2 separate regions of the Ovis aries genome follow, and region 2 is linked to region 1. Evidence: chromatin contacts called from public Hi-C data. All regions are on one chromosome and are shown on one strand. The core of a region is the stretch at or near the end of the contact, and the rest is flanking DNA. Distances in the headings are between cores, read along the strand shown.

The links. A called contact is a pair of places that touch in the nucleus more often than the background predicts.
Region 2: a contact with region 1 is called in a Hi-C map of liver, with 1.7 times the contacts expected there. The contact joins the promoter of MB21D2 here to the enhancer-like site in region 1. A contact is called at or near these places in 3 of 16 Hi-C or Micro-C datasets (blood and liver).

What each region holds. Positions count from the first base shown.
Region 1 is chr1:195,258,092-195,263,675 of ARS-UI_Ramb_v3.0, reverse strand. No RefSeq gene overlaps it. Among named protein-coding and RNA genes, the nearest start is that of MB21D2, 56 kb to the left of the region's middle. Within about 2 kb of position 2,590, at least 2 of the 54 cell types and tissues checked have an H3K27ac peak or open chromatin away from gene starts, as enhancers often do. A contact at or near this core is called in liver, where this site is marked.
Region 2 is chr1:195,313,123-195,318,370 of ARS-UI_Ramb_v3.0, reverse strand. MB21D2 (Mab-21 domain containing 2) reads right to left here and starts at 1,548. Exons shown (of 2, transcript XM_027957290.2): 1 at 927-1,548. The coding sequence starts at 1,137.

The sequences.
Region 1 (5,584 bases), core at 1,341-3,840:
CAGTGCAACTCCCCTCAAGAAAGTGGTGGGGTTAAAAGGCTGAGTGTGAGAGGAAGGAAAGATGGAGGGAGGAGAGAAGGAGGGAGGAAAGGAAAGAGGGAAGGGGGTTATCTTTTCGCGTAAAATGAGCTGGTTTCCGGCAGGCACTTTCACATACTTTCTTTCATTCCAGAGAGGGAGAAAATGCAGTTGCTGAGGGACAGAAAGGACAAGAAGAGGCTCCCCACTGGCTGCTCCAGTGTGTTTGTGACCGTGACACAAGAGTTCTCATTGCCCCACCATCTCTGCTAGATGACTACAGTTGTTCTAAAAGTAGGAAACGTAACTGACAACCTAATTGTACCTGGAATGAAATTTCGAAGACTGCTTGTACACTCAGCAAAGCAAAAGTAAAAAATTCCAAGTGTTTTGAGAATAAAATAAATCTTAAATATTTTAAAGTGACTCTGTACCTCAGTTTCACCATCTGTAAAAGGGGATAATAATATCCCTTTTATTTTACTATAAGGTTGATACACTTATATGATTGGGGATGATATTAGAGGATAATAGTAGTACCTGCATACTACTGTTACGAGGAATAAGTATGTTACTATTTGCAAAGTGCCTGGCATATTGTCCCAAATAATGTTTGTTGAATAAATAAAAATGAAACAGCAGTAGACTCACAAATGGTTAGCACTGGAAGAGAACACAGGACGAGGGGCCAAAGCATTCCTCTTAAAATTTTTTTTTAATTGGTGAATAATTGCTTTACAATGCTGTGTTTATTTCTGCCACACAGCAGTGTGCATTAGCTGTAAGTATACCTGTGTCTCCTGCCTCGTGACCCTCCCTCCCAACCCCTCACTCCTTCCCACGCCTCTAGGTTGTCACAGAGCACTGGGTCGAGCTCCCTGCATCATACAGCAACTGCCCACTAGCTATCTATTTCACATATAGTAATGTAGGTTTCAATGCTACTCTCTCAATCCATCTCACCCTCTCCTTACCCTGCTGTGTCCACAGATCTTTTCTCTATGTCTGGGTTTCTATTCCTGCCCTGCAAATAGCTTCGCCAACACCATTTTTCTAGTTTCCATATATATGTGTTAATAAATAATATTTGTTTTTCTCGTTCTGACTTACTTCATTCTGTATAACAGGCTCTAGGTTCATCCACCTCACTAGAACTGACTCAAATTTGTTCTTTTTTATGGTTGAGTAATATTTCATTGTACATAGGCACCATAACTTCTTTATCCATTCATCTGCTGATGAACATCGAGGTTGATTCTATTGTCTGGCTATTGTAAATGGTGCAAAACATTCGTTTTAAAAGATGCAGTTGGGTTTCAAAAAGGGGAAGTGACTCACCTGTAGTTTTCATAGTTAAATCAATGGTAGAGAGAGTAGGAATGAAGCCTTCTGATTTCCATTTGAGTGTCCTTTTTAGTGAGAACTGCATGATAGGCAGCAACATAGTGCAGGTTTGACAAACACTAACTGTAATGTTTAACCAGACTATTAGCTCCTGCAGGGCTCTGTCTTGTCCATCTCTGCATTCACAGTGAGAGTCTGGACCTCCCGTATGCGGTAGAATTCTATAAACGTTCACTAAACTTAGCTATTCCAAGGGATTATTTCACATTTGAGTCACCACTCGTCAAGTCTTAGAACTGATAAAATAGAAATAATTCGAACGAAGCAGAAACTTTTCGGGTATGGCAATTTTTTCTAGCCCTTTCTAAATGGTGTGTGTAAAATCCATAGCCTAGCACAACGCAGCAACTCAATACATGCTAGCTATTATTTTTAGGCACTTGCTTACAAGGCCAAGATATGATGGTATAACTTGGCCACCAGAACAGACGCCCTGCCAAGTCTGATTCTCTTTCCTTTACAGGTGTTGGCAGAGAGCAGTTGCCGGTTGGGGGGAGAGGAGAATGTCTAACATGGCAGAAAGGGGTGCAAGGAGGAAATAAACTGTTGCCCAAATGTTGGTCACTGTTCCATTTAACAGTAACTGATTACTTTGATAGCAATGAAAGGTAGTCAGTCCTCTAGATTTCTCAGTCCAGATCGTCCTCTACCCCCTTTCAGGTTTTAAGATGTTTGCTTCCTGTCAGCACTATTTTTGTTTAATGGGATCCTGTAGGGGATTTTCATGTACTTTTCCTGTTTACTTTTCTTCCTGTTTCTCAAAAACAGGAATTAAAAGATAATGATGAACAATCATGAAACACTTTGTAATGACCTTTACAAATTCTTATGAAATCTTTCAAGGTTTCCAACCTTGCCAAGCCCTCATCACACAATACAGAGTGGACAAATGAGAGGAAACCAGAAGGGGGTCTGTGACGTTTGGGCTGCTACAAAAATGTGCTCTTGTGTGGTCTGAATCCTTCGGCACTGTTAGTTCCTTCAGCACTATTATTTCCTTCACAGGAGGCATTTTTGTCTTGATTCTGGCATTCAACTCTTTGGCATCTGTCTTATCTTACCTCTTGGGTAAAAAAATGATTCCATTTTCTAGCTGTTTTTTGATCTTAGACAATGTCTCTTAGCCTCTCTGAGCCTCAGCTTCCTGTGATAAATGTAGGACGTGTTCTGTGATGAGGAAATTAGGAGACCAGGGGTAATGGGAGGGAAAATGAAGGCCAGAAGGCAGAGAAGATATTAGCATTAATGGCTCCACCAGGAGGTTTTGAGGATCGCCAAGTCCTTGCAATCAGTCTGGCTCGTCCACTCACCAGATCTAAGGTGAATTACTTCACTTACACCTATTCCTAATCATAATTCTTGATTTCAATATCTCATATACATTTCGCTCTCTGATTTAACCTACCCTGGGGACTACTCTGAAACTCCTCTGCCCTCATTTCTTCTCTGTTGATATTCACTTTCAAGGTGATATCATTCAGTTTCAGGGCTTTAAGCACCATCTATGAACTGACAATTCCAAAATCTCTATCTCCAGCAGAGTCTCCCGCATGAACTCAGTGTTCATTTAGCCAACTGCCCTTTCACTGTCCACTTGGATGTCTAAAGAGCATCTTGGGCTTAACGTGTCCTCAACTGGACTCTTAGCTCCCTTCACCTCACTGACCTGCCTCTCCTAGTCTTGCCCATTGTAGTACATGCCAACTCTGCCTTTCTAGTTGCTCATCATTAAGTCCCCTCTCTTTCTCATCCCTCATATCCAATCAATTGGCACAACTTGTCAGTTCTTTTTTCAAAATAAATCCAAAATTTGACTGCCTGCTCACTACCACTCTGCTTTCCTAGCACCTTCTCAACACAATAGGCATGAGATTATGTTACTTCTAGTCTTTAAACCTTTGAATGGATTTCCATTTGACTCAGACGTGTTACTCAGTCATGTCTGACTCTTCACGACCCCACAGACTGTAGTCTGCCAGCCTCCTCTGTCCACGGGATTTTCCAGGCAAGAATACTGCAGTGGGTTGCCACTTCCTTCTCCACGGGATCTTTTTGACCCAGAGATCAAATCTGGGTCTCCCACATTGCAGGCAGATTCTTTACCATCTGAATCACCAGGGAAGCCCATTTCACTCAGAGCAAAAGCCAAAGTCCTCAAAGCGCCCAAGGCCATGCATCTTCTCTCACCTCAGGGACATCATCTCTTGACACTCTTTCTCTTATTCTCTGATAGAGTCATTTCAACCTCTTGGCTATTTCTCGAACACTCAAGGCACATCTCAGCCTGAGGGATTTGTTTCCTTCAGTGTTTTTTTTGTTTTTTGTTTTTTGCACTTGCTGTATTTCTGCCAGAAAAGCTCTTACCTCATAGCCTCATGACTTGCTCTATTTCTCCAAAATTCAACTCAAATATTCTCTTCTAAATGAGGCCTTCCCCATCAGTGCTTCATAAAATTGTAGGTATGTGCACATATACTCACCCCCATCCTTGTTCCTAACTGTTTTATTTTTCCCATGGCACTTTCCCCTATCTCATGCACAGTATATTTCCTTGTTTATACCTTTTTCTGTCTTTTTTGCTTATTTTGCTCACTGCTATATCCCTATTATCTGAGATAGGAGGTAGAAAGCAGCAGTGTTCAATAAATATTTAATGAATAAATGAATGAATGGGGCTGCTGTGAATGTTAAATTAATTCCTGTGTCTGTTCTGGAATCAATAATATTTTATCTAAGCATGTCTCAGATTTTCCTGGAGTGCCCTCCGCATCCTGATAGTTACTCTGGGAGCAGCTGTGTTATATAGTGTGGTTCTGATTCCCTGGCTTCTGTTGATGGTCTAAGGATGGATATTCTGGGCTGATTGTTTCTTCCTTAGGAATTTGGTACTGGGACCAAGGGACCAGGGTCATTTACTGACTCTGTAACATAACTTTCCACAGCTGTTGCAGACCTTGTTTTCAGCTGAGAGGACCAGATGCAGAGGTGTCTATTGAAAAGAATAAAACAATGATGAGAGGGAAACAGAGGTGGCAGATGGCAAGAGAAGCTCTTCTGTGCACTAGTCCCCATCACCAGGTGTTCCTCAGGCCCAAACAGATCCCTAAACTTCCTACTACATTAAGGAAAACACCATCTCAATGTCTGCCCGTGTAATAGGTGGTTAATAAATACAAACTGAATCTGAATCTTGAGTAGGAGCAATCATAGCTACATCTGTTTTACCTTTAAATCTTCACAAGTCAAATCAAGCTAAGGTGTAAAAGTAAATATGGACTTCCCTGGTGGTTCAGAGGTTAAGAATCATCCTGCCAATGCAGGGGACATGGGTTTGGTCCCTGGTCTGGGGAGATCCCACACGCTGTGGGGCATGAAACCTGCAAGCTGCGACTACTGAAGCCTGAACATACTAGAGCCTGTGCCCAGCAACAAGAGAAGCCACTGCAATGCAAAGCCTGCACACCGCAGCTAGAGAGTAGCCCACTCCCGCTCCCTTGCTCCAACTGGAGAAAACCCAGCACAAAGACCCAGCACAGCCAAACATAAACAAGTAAATAAAAATGTTTTATGGACATTTGCCATTGCAGCTAATCTGACAGAGAAGGGACTCTGCTCTTTGTCTTGGAAGGCAGCCTGAATCACTGGAAAGACAGTTGGTCCCCAAATAGGAAACCTGAGTTCAGAGCCAGCTGTGAACTTGGGCTGGTTACTGTCCCACTCTACAGCCTTGCTTTCTCATCTGGAGAACAAAAGGGGCTGCATGAGGTGGGCTGCAGTCTATTTTTCAGGCCTAGGTTTTACGAATAGAAGTTGGAGTCCCAAATGATTTCAGGCACTCTGTGGAGACATGTTCTTTTCCTATTGATACATACTTCAGATGTTTCAACTACTTATTTTTGTGTGTGTGACTGCAACATATCTGAAGCCCTGCAACTGTGGGAGAGTTTTTCAGTTCACAAATCTTGAGAGAGGGAACATGTCTTCAACTACAGACATTGAAAAATCCAAATATTCACTTTCCCATTTCTCCTGGGCCTAGAACTAGGTTACTGATAGAAGCAACGACCATTTATCCCATCTACGGAGACCAAATTGGGAGCTTGTGACTCCTTTGGTTCAGGTCCAGCCGTGGGTCTGTTCCAGAGGCAGGTGATGGCAGCAG
Region 2 (5,248 bases), core at 299-2,798, 56 kb before region 1:
AGGGGATTATTCGATCGCCCTGCCCGGCTCAATTATTTTCCTATACACAACGTTCAACAATCTGTTAAGGACCTGTAGGTGCCAGGCTGGGGGATGGGAGAGGCGGCTTTATTCTAACCCAAACGTCGCCGAGGTTCGAAACCCAGGACACCTCTCTCGGCCAGCGAACAGACAGCACACAAAGAGCAAGGGGCTGGCGATCCTCGGGGTCAGAGGTCTGAGCGCGGTCATTTTCGAGCTGGGAATTAGGAATTCTGAGATCAGCAAGAACCCTGAAGAAGCACCGGAAATGCTTCCAACCGCTTCAGTGGGAAATCTATTTGCAAATCAAAGTTGCAGGAACTCCGGGCGCCCAGCATACTCGAGCGGGTTACTAGGGAACACCCAACAAGTTTGGCCACCGGAGGCTCGGCGTGACAGCGCCGCGCCGCAAGACTGCTCGCAACTTGTCGCTCGGGAGCCGAGCCAGAGCCCCAGGCTGTCTCCATTCCCCGAGCTCCAGAGAGGACCTGAGACACGGCGCAGGGAAGGAGCACGTCCGTGCCTCCAGAGACAAATCCCTTCATTGAAGGCGCCACGGGTTCTCTTCTGGACCGCGCGGCTTCCAGGGGCTTCCCCTCAACAGTGAGCCGTTTCACCACCAACGCTTCACCTGCCTACCACCCCCAGTCGGCGAGAAATTAACAAAAGAGTCAGTAATCCGGGGCGGTGCGGGAAAGGGACCCGGGGCAAAGTATAGTTAGGAGGGAAGGGAAGGCAGCTCAGGTTGCGGCGAAGAATGGAAAAGGCGGAACAGAGATGGGTTATACCCCAGGCACCTGGCTCCGGGAAGAAAAGAAGGAAAGAGCGCACGAGAAGGGGGAATGGGTTCTTTACCCTGTTTCCCATCACTCACACACACACACCCCTCTCTTTTTCCTCCTTACCCAGCATGGAAAAGATGAAATCCTTAGCTGTGTGAATCTCCAGTGCTCTCTGGTCGTCATATTCCCGCTGGTCGTGCTTCGTAAATTCTTGGATGAGTTTGTTCAATTCCTCCACCCGAGCTCCCGACCTGAAATCCAGCTCCGGGAACGCAGGCTTGTTGTTACAGCCCAGGGAGGCTGCCTTGCTGGCGGTGGGAGCCGCCATCTTCATACAAAACGCGCCGAGTAGCAGCTCCGCGGCGGCGGCGGCAGCACCCACCCCCGCCCCCCCACCCAGCCCCCCTGGGCCTCCTCCCCTCGTCGGCTCCTTGGCTGTGACCCCGGCCCGTGGGCGGGCTGGCGGGCCGGCGTCTAGGCGGGCGGTCCCGGCTGGGTGCGCTCCGGGCGTACGGGCTTCAGGAGGATCTGGACTGCAGGGAGAGTGCGTGTGTGGCCCCGACACCCTTTCCTGCGGCCCCAAGCCGGCCCAGATGCAGTAGGTCCCTGCCCTCCCCTGGCCCTCGCTGGCCCCGACTATAGCGGTTGTAGAGCCAACCTAAGCCTCCCCCGGGCGAGGAAAGTGAAGTGGAAACAATGTGAAATTCACCAGCTCTGAAATCAACAAGCTGCCGGCTCCGGTGTTACGGAGCCAGCACCAGCGTCCCCCATTTAAAGGGACAGCGCACCCAGTGGAAAGAAAAATAAATAAATGACAGAGGTCTGCGCTCCATACCACTTGCCAATCTGTACTCGGGCAGACGTGAGAGATGTAGATGTATTCTTTCTCTGCCTCCACTCCCTTAGGGGGCAGGGATTGCCAAGCGCCTTCAAGGAAAAAGAAGTCTTCCTCTGTCTGATTTTAAGGGCGGTGTCCTGGGCGAGGGCATCCCTATGCGAGCGTTTCAGTCTCACGAATTCCAGCGCCTTTAGATGGTGAGGGAGCCCGCCTTAAGGAATGTAAAACCAACCTTCTGCCCTCTTCTGCACAGACTGCCAAAAATATTAGGATTAAACGTATAAAAAAGAATGTCCTCCTTGTCCCGTACAGACGTTCCTATTAGCCACTATAATATTCCTACTTTTGCCCTAGGTAATTAAGTTTTCCTGGATAACAGCTTATTAAACTTAATATAGTGTCTTAATGATGTTCAGCCCGTTCCAATATTAAGATAGGAAAACCAAAGTGTAGGCGTGAGGAAGGGAACATAATTAATTGCCCCACGTTCCAGTGAATGTTCAATGACGGTGAAAATTCTCATTTAACAGATAAAAATTTGAGCATCTACTATTTGCCAGGCAGAGTGCTAGAATCTCTGCGGACAGTGATAAGACAAAAGACAAGGTTCCTGAGATGGAATCATACTCAACAAGACAGATTCTACCTAAGTCCAAGGTCCTTCAGATGTTTTTACTGTTATGAGGTTTTTGACTCAGACACTTAGGAGGCCTCCTACTCTTTGTTCAGTTGCTAAGTGGTCTCCGACTCTGCGGTCTTAGAAAAGGTTTCTCTTCCTCACTAATTCTTCAAAACCCGACTTGTCTCTATCCCATAGGCTGGATATAAGAGCTTTTTCTTACCTGGGTTCTCATAGCCAAGAATACAAACTCTTCTGTTAGTTCAGGCTCTGTCTGCCTTTTCCTATAAAATAGAGGTGATAATTCCTATCTCATAGATTGTTTTGAAGATTACATGAAACAAAGTGGGCCAAGCACTTAGTGAAATACCGGACACAATCAGTGCTTAATTAAATGTTAGCTACTACAATGCCTGGGTCTGGAAGATCCCCTGGAGAAGGAAATGGCAACCCACTCCAGTATTTTTGTCTGGGAAACCCCATGGACAGAGGAGCCTGGCCAGGGCTACAGTCCATGGGGTTGCAAAAGAGTCAGATATAATTTAGCACTAAAACAAAACAAGGACAACAACAAACTATGGAGGAGAAGGGTAAAAAAGTTTTTGTTAAGTGAATTGGTAATTTCTTTTTTCTTTACAAATTAAATGACAGAGTCAATTCCTTCTATGCCTTTTTCTGTAAGCTTTCCCTAAGACCCTACCCTAAGCTGGTGGCAAAATCTTTCTCCTTAGAACCTCCACTGCACCGTTTCAGAAACTTTCATATGCCTCTGATGAATTTTGACCTACTTTTATCATTGTTAATGCAAGTTTCAAACTATGAACTTCCCTAGGATGGCTGCATCTTACTCATCTTCAGATTGGTCCCTGCACAAAGGCCCTCAGTGTTTATTGCATCAGGTGTTGAATGAAGAACTTTGGCATAACCGGTTAATTTCTTTTTGGGTTTTCTTCTCTTTGAAACAAGCTTTCTCTCTCAGATAATATTAAAGAGGGAATACACATGCCCAGCTGAATGCTGGTGCACTTGATGAGGGAGTTACTTAAAACTCTGGCTTTTGCAGGTCTGCTGTGCTGCCCTGATTTCTCACCTGTGAGAGTATTACCATTGTTTGTGCAGTGGAATAAACTGTGTAAGCGGTTGAAACCACGATACAAATCGATCCACTCCCATCTGTCAGTTCTTCTCTCATGATCAATGATAGCCATCAGTAAGACAGGTGGTTAAGGCACAATCATTTCATGGATCAGAATGATACTAATTCACCCATTCAAGCAACAAACTCCAACCTAATACAGTTTGAAAGAATTCAGGCAAAAATTCAAGACACTCTTTCTTTGTTAATTTCCCAAAGTGTGAATGATCCAGTGCTCCTCCTTGTGATACTTATAGTCATAGAGATAAAACAGGTAGTAGGAATTATGCCTCAGCCATGAGTCTTGGATGTTTTGAATAAGGAAGTCAACAAATGGTCTCTCTGTTCTTCTATACTATCTGCTCACTTTCCATCAGCCAGATCAGAATTCTATGAGCTATTGACCTTCAGTGAGTCTGTGTATTTGAATAATCCTGAACAGTAAACTAAATACCTTTAAGTGCTCTTATACAGCTACACTGTATAAGCCTGGTGGGCTGCCGTCTATGGGGTTGCACATAGTCGGACACAACTAAAGCAACTTAGCAGCAGCAGCAGCAGCAGCATACGGCTACACTAAGATGATACAAATATCCTTTGTCCAACTGGCAAAACAGGGAAAGAGGACCAGGTCATAATTTCTTGAACTGGTCTTTTGGGAGACTTGAACCTCTGAGTTCCTGTAGACTGAGCTCCTCAAGGCTAAGTGCTGTCTCTTTACCTTCCTAAACACCACATTTAATACATTTCTTGGCTCACCTTATGACCTTAATTAATGTGTTTAATGAATGAACAAATTAACATCATCTCTCAAAGACCAGGAAGTCAACATTTAGGTGATTTGTGTGCTACAGTAAAATATCTCAGTGTAAACTATCTATGGGCTTTCCCACTGGTGCAGTGGTAAAGAATCCATCTGCCACTGCAGGAGATGCAAGAGACACAGGTTCGATCCCTGGGTCAGGAAGATCCCCTGGAGTAGGAAATGGCGACCCACTACAGTATGCTTGCCTGGGAAATTCCACAGACAGAGGAGCTCGGCAAGCTACAGTCTACAGTGTTGGAAACAGTCGGACATGACTGAGCACATACAACAACAATAACAAAAGCTATCTATGGTTTCCCAACAATCACTTGAGTTGTTATAAATGTAGGTATTTCTGCTTCTATTTGTGTAGACTTTTATTTTTCCCTGTGTGTTATGTGGCCTAAAAGAAGAAATGGAAATGGAGAGGAAGGTGAAGAGAAACAGAATAATTATTAGAAGATATTTAAGAGTGTCTTGGGAGATCCCCTGGTGGCTTAGACGTTAAACAATCTGCCTGCAATGAAGGAGACTCGGATTTGATGCCTGGGTCAGGAAGATCCCCTGGAGAGGGAAATGGCAGCCCATTCCAGTATTCTTGCCTGGGAAGTCCCATGGACAGAGGGGCCTGGCAGGCGACAATTCACGGACTCGCAAAGAGTCAGACAGGACTGAGCGACTAACAACAACAACAAAGAGTATCTTAGATTTGTAATAAAAGCGCAGGTTTCTACAGTGTTTCAGATGACTCAGGAAAGATCAGTAGAGACTACCACATAAATAAGCACTAAGGCAGGTCATTCCTTTGGGCTTCCCAGGTGGCTCAGTGGTAAAGAATCTGCCTGCAATGCAGAGATGTAGGCTCAATCCCTCGGGAATTGATCCCCTGGAGAAGGAAATGGCAACCCACTCTAGCATTCTTGCCCAGGAAATCCCATGGTAGAGGCGCCTAGACGGCTACAGTTCATGGGGTGGCAAAGAGTCAGACATGATTTAGGGACTAAAACAAAAACAAAAAACAGAACATTCCTTTACTTGTGCGTGCAGC